2 separate regions of the Danio rerio genome follow, and region 1 is linked to region 2. The links are chromatin contacts, called in public Hi-C maps. All regions are on one chromosome and are shown on one strand. Each heading gives the region's core, a stretch centred on a gene start, on an enhancer-like site or on the middle of the called end of the contact. The rest is flanking DNA. Distances are from core to core; before and after follow the strand shown. Region 1 holds the start of rtn4rl2a (reticulon 4 receptor-like 2 a). Region 2 has its middle 18 kb from the start of crybb1l2.

Region 1 (2,909 bases), core at 218-2,717, 34 kb before region 2:
GTTTGCAGCGGTGCATGTGGAGGCTCTGGAGCTTCTCTAGGCCCCGGAAAGCTCCACCCTCAAGGCGGTGCAGGTTTGGGTTGTCACCTAGATCGAGCTCCTCCAGATCGCGCAACTCACTGAATGCACCGGCCTCAATCCAAGTGATGTTGTTGGAGAAGAGCCACAAAACCTGGTATGTGATGAATTGAAGTATAGAAAAGTAGAAAGGCAGAGAAAGAGAAAAATGAGGTGAAGATATTGAGAGGAAAAACAAAATTAGTAAACTCAACAACAAAAATGGCATATAATTCTCTAATCTGTATTTATAAACGTAATTATATTAAATGTTTTATTCTATCCATATAAAGTTCCTTACCTGTGTGCCAAAAGCAAAAGACCCCACTCTCAGTTCAGTAATGCGGTTGTTCTGCAGAAAAACGCGCTGGGATTCGTAGGGCATGCCGTGGGGTACAATGGTAAAGTTCTGCGCCTGGCAGCTCACCGTCATTGGGGTCGGATAACACACACACCGGTGCGGGCAGTTCTGCGCAGGCACCGGCTTTACCACGACCAGCCAGACAACCAGCCAGAGCGAGAGCGCGCCTGATGGAGGAGAGAGAGAGAGAGAGCGCGTCACGTCACACTGTCTTACTAGCGCATGCATACTGCTCGTTATCCACAGAAAAGCTCCCCAAAACAGTCCGTAAGTATCATTTTAAATTCATAAATTTGTATTAAAACATATTAGTGGCTTGATGTTTTACATTTAGTTTCCAAAAATGATTAGCATCAAAATTAATTTACAAACGCACAAACAGGTTATCATCCATACAACGCATTTGTTTTCTATCAATGTGGCAATGTAATTTCGTTATGTGTTTTCAGTTTCAGCCCGTTAGCAATTTAAAGTCGTCGAAAAAGTGCGATTATATAATCAAAATCAAAGTTACAACATTCAGTGATAGGAAATGTAGGCTAATGCTGCAAATATTCTTCATACTCTGAATATTAGTCTCTCTTTTCTCACACAATTGCAATTTAAAGTTCCAAAAACTAAAAACTTTGAATATAGGCTATGCGTACACTTGTTTGAATGAACACTTAATTCAAATCACTAATACATTAACACAAAACACATTATGCATCACAGACGAAATATTTTCTAACCAACTGTAGCTGCGTAAGACCATGCAAAAATGATACAATTCTAAACCGTTTGAATATATCAATCTTCAAATCTCAGTACATCCATTTCCAAAACTTAAGCGTTACAAAAGCAGATTTCAAAAGCTCAAAAATGAACAGAGAAAAAGCAGAAACTTACTCTTAAAGTTGTGCGCAAAGGAGCTGCGTTGGCTCCGCGTAAAAGTTGATGTTTCCATTCCGAACCAAAGCCGAGAGCGAGTTAGCCTGAGGAGTTTAGAGACTGATTCTCTGCTATCTCCGCTGATGCTCTGGTTCCCGAGTCGGAGCGACTGAGAGAGTGCCGTCTGATGGGTCCCGGGCCCATTATATACCCGAGCGCAGCGCGCGCCTACGGCTGTGGGCACCACGGAATCTCTCTACGTCACCAGTCGGGTCAAGCCCAAGCGAGGGTGGCAAACGGAAAAGGCGGTGCGGAGAGAGGAGGGGAGGGCTCTCGCGCACCAGTTTGGACCGAGGAAGTCAGACGTCTTAGCTCAGAGTTACGATGGTGGAGACGTAGTTTGGAGAGGGCGGGGGAGCGCGCAGGCACGGCGCCCGGTAATGACTGAACGGAGAGCATGCGAGGAGGAGCGCACGAGGCACATGAAAGAGGCGCACAGCTCGTTTCTGGCTTTGCATCTCCGTCCCCTTGGATTATGTCCTCCGCATTATTAAAAAGACGCCAGAAACAAATGAAACAAACGCATTGTTTGCAGGGGAGACTTTGCGCTCTAGAGACATAAGGGTTAAGACTTCAAATATAGAAATATGAAGCACCAGTGTTGGAATCATCCTTAACAGATTTGATAATGGGTGACTAAAGAATGTAATTACTGTCACTTACAGCTAAAAGGAAAAACAAACCAACACCAAATTTGGTCTCAGTTCCTATATGGACAGCTTCCTGGATCAAACCAAGGCATGTTTTTACTCTAGATGTTTGGGGATTATAGTTTTATTGTTTACAACACTGGCCCACTCAAGATTTAAATAAAACATAAAAAAAAAAAAAAAAATATATATATATATATATATATATATATAATTCAAACAGGTTGATCAGGTCACTTACTCAAAACAAATACATTAAGTATTGATGAACTAGAATTATGATTATTTTAGTATGTGAAAAAAAGCACTGAAAAAAATCATCAATAGTAAAAATGTGTAATGTCCTTACAGAGAATTTTTGTGTATATACACACATACACTCACGGGCCACTTTATTAGGTTCACCTGTCCAACTGCTTGTTAATGCCAATTTCTAATCACAGGGGAGCAACTCATTACATTTAGGCATGTAGACATGGTCAAAACGATCTGCTTCAGTTCAAACCAAGCATCAAAATGGAGAAGAAAAGTGATTTAAGTGACTTTGAACGTTGCATGGTTGTTGGTGTCAGACAGGTTCGTCTGAGTATTTCATAAACTGCCGATCTACCGGGATTCTTTCAAGCACGACCATCTCTAGGTTGTACAGAGAGTGGTTCAAATATCCAGTGAGCGGCAGTCCTGTGGGCGCAAATGCCTTGTTGATGCCAGAGGTCAGAGGAGAATGGCCTGACTGGTTCGAGCTGATAGAAAGACAACAGTTACACAAATAACCACTCGTTACAACCGAGGTATGCAGAAGAGCATTTCTGAACTCACAACACGTCAAATCTTGAGGCAGATGGACTACAGCGGCAGAAGTCCACAACGGGTGTCACTCCTGTCAGCTAAGAACAGGAAACTGAGGCTAC
Region 2 (2,958 bases), core at 317-2,816:
AACGCACTGCATTTTCTCACAATGCAAACAATTTACATAAATGCGCTGCAATTTCTCACAACACAAACAACTTGCATAAATGGCCTTATTTTCTCACAACGCAAACAATTTACGAACATGTGCTGCATTTTCTCACAACGCAAACAATTTACAAAAAACATGCTGCATTTTCTTACAACACTTTTAAATAGCACGGAACACAATGGAAATGTTTCAAGGGGACCCTAAAACGTGAAGACAAAAAAAAAAAACATGTGTTCTTAAATTGTTTGCATTGTGTGAAAATGCAGCGCACTTTCGGAAATTGTTTGCGTTGTGTGAAAATGCAAAGTTTTCATAAATTGTTTACGTTGTGAGAAAATGCGATGCATTTTTGTAAATTGTTTGCGCTGTAAGAAAATGAGGGTGTTTTTGTAAATTGTTTGCGCTGTAAGAAAATGCAGCACCTTTTTGTAAACTGCATTGTGAGAAAATGCAACACATTTTCATAAATTGTTTGTGTTGTGAGAAAATGCAGCACGTTTTTGTAAATTGTTTGCACTGTGGGAAAATGCAGTGTGTTTTTGTAAATGGCTTGTGCTATGAGAAAATGCAGCACGTGTTCGTAAATTGTTTGCACTGTGTGAAAATGAGGGTGTTTTTGTAAATTGTTTTAGTTGTGTGAAAATGCAGCGCGTTTCGTAAATTGCTTGTATTTTCTGAAAACGCAGCACGTTTTCGTAAATTGTTTGTGTTGTCTGAAAATGTATCACATGTTAATAAATTGTTTGCGTTGTGAGAAAATGCAGCACGTGTTTATAAATTGTTTGGTTTGTGAGAAAATGCAGCACATTTTCTTAATTTGTTTGCGTTGTCTGAAAATGCAGCACGTTTTCATAAATTGTTTGCGCTGTGAGAAAATGCAGCACGTTTTCATAAATTGCTTGCGTTGTGAGAAAATGCAGCACATTTTCATAAATTGTTTGCGCTGTGAGAAAATGTCATGTATGTTTGTAAATTGTTTGCGCTGTGAGAAAATGCCATGCATGTTTGTAAATCTTTTGCGCTGTGTGAAAATGTGGCGCGTTTTTAAATGTGTTTGCGTTGTGAGGATGCTAGTGTTTATTGTAATTGCATGTGATTTCTTAAATTACAGTTAAGCTCTCTAGTATTTTACAGTATTACTAGCAACCAAAATTGCCAGTAATACTATAAATTTCACAGTGTATTAAAATCTGAACACATCTGATTTGTGGTTGACAACTTGGCTAGGAGTGCACCGTTGACCTATTTTGTCAGATAGAATCTAAATTCACTGTAAATGTGACTCACTACATGTGTGTTTGAAGAGTTAAATGGAGAAGAAACGTCTCTTTCAGGCAACACCTGCACATTTTCACCTTTCTTCACAGCGTATGTCTGATAAATATGCTGCTTTGTAGGTGTCTTCACTCTTTTGCCTGCTCTCCACTATCTCTCTAACTCTCTCTATCTGGCTGATAGGTTGACGCCCACTCATTTGTTAAACACTGAGACAAATAGCTTACATCACTCTCGGCGGAAAGACTTTTTAGGAAGTTCCAGAAAAAGATGCGCTTCTCCCCCAGCTAACTCACAACACAGCCGTGACGCAAGAAAGAGACCCACTGCGCGCACACATACACACACACACACACACACACACACACACACACACACACACACACAATCTTTTGCAGGATTTCTGTATGCCTGTAGTTCAGAAGAAGAGAGATGAAACAGAGAGGGATGTGTCTATAGATTTTCTGTGTGTGTGTGTTTGAATGGAATAATCCATTAGTTAGAGAGGCTGTGCTAACCTGATCTTACAGTCAATATCTAATAAATAACTGATTCAACCTGACTAAGATTATGCTAATTTCAATAATTTGAACAGGCATATCAGGTAGAAATACTCATTCATTCATTTTCTTTTCGGCTTAGTCTCTTCATTGATCTGTGGTCGCCACAGCGGAATGAACTGCCAACTTATCCAGCATATGTTTTACACAGCAGATGCCTTTCTAGCCGCAACCCAACACTGGGAAACACCCATACACACTCTTTCACACACATACACTATGGACAATTTAGCTTACTCAATTCACCTATACCAAATATTTGTCACTGGACTGTTGGGGAAACCGGAGCACCTGGAGGAAACCCACGCGAACCGGCAAGCAAAATCCACACAGTAATGCCGATTGGGCTACCCACTGCGCCACCATGACACCCTAGAAATACACGCTTAGATAAATAATAATAATAACAAACCCAGGAAGAATCAATAAGAGTTCTTCACAGTGGTGCTATAAAATAATCTCTATCTCGTGTTGTTTTAGACCCAGTTTGAGTTTCTTTTCTCTGTTGGACATAAAAGACGATATTTTAAAGAATGCTGGTTGCTGGGACCCATCGATATAATAGAAAAAAAAATTACTACAGAAATCAGTGGGTCCAAGCAACCAGCATTTTTCTAAATATCTTCTTTTTTGTTTAACAGAAGAAAGGTTTTGAAGAAGTGAAGGCTGAGTAATTTATTGGCAGAATTTTCATTTTTGGCAGAACTATCCTTTTTTTTTATCCCTTTCTGAAATGTACTTTCATTTTCAAATTCTAAACAAACGGAAGGTTTACATTGGATGTTAATGATTCTTCATAGTATCATCAATGCCAATCAGTAAAGTTAGGGGAGAGCGGGGCACAAAGTAACTCTTTTTGGTTTTGACCAAATAATAAACAGAGTAATGGGGTTAGAACAACCATTTGTTTTTTTACCAACAAAACACAAGCCTCTCCTACAAATGAGCACTGGTTGTATGATCGCCAGACCTATGGTTTCTGTGCAGTGTTGTCAAAAGTGCCAGGAGTATAAATGTTACTATTTACCCCACCTGCGGGGCAAGTCGTGACAGACAGAGGGTTAGTTGTAACACCTTACTTTAAATAGTAGCAATATTT

Evidence for each region. A called contact is a pair of places that touch in the nucleus more often than the background predicts.
Region 1: a Hi-C map of an unstated tissue shows a contact between it and region 2, with 2.4 times the contacts expected there. The contact joins the promoter of rtn4rl2a here to the enhancer-like site in region 2.

The regions. Positions count from the first base shown.
Region 1 is chr1:47,748,950-47,751,858 of GRCz12tu, reverse strand. rtn4rl2a (reticulon 4 receptor-like 2 a) reads right to left here and starts at 1,467. Exons shown (of 3, transcript NM_203479.1): 1 at 1,307-1,467; 2 at 359-585; 3 at 1-172. The coding sequence starts at 1,364.
Region 2 is chr1:47,715,224-47,718,181 of GRCz12tu, reverse strand. No RefSeq gene overlaps it. Among named protein-coding and RNA genes, the nearest start is that of crybb1l2, 18 kb to the right of the region's middle. Within about 2 kb of position 1,566, at least 4 of the 62 cell types and tissues checked have an H3K27ac peak or open chromatin away from gene starts, as enhancers often do.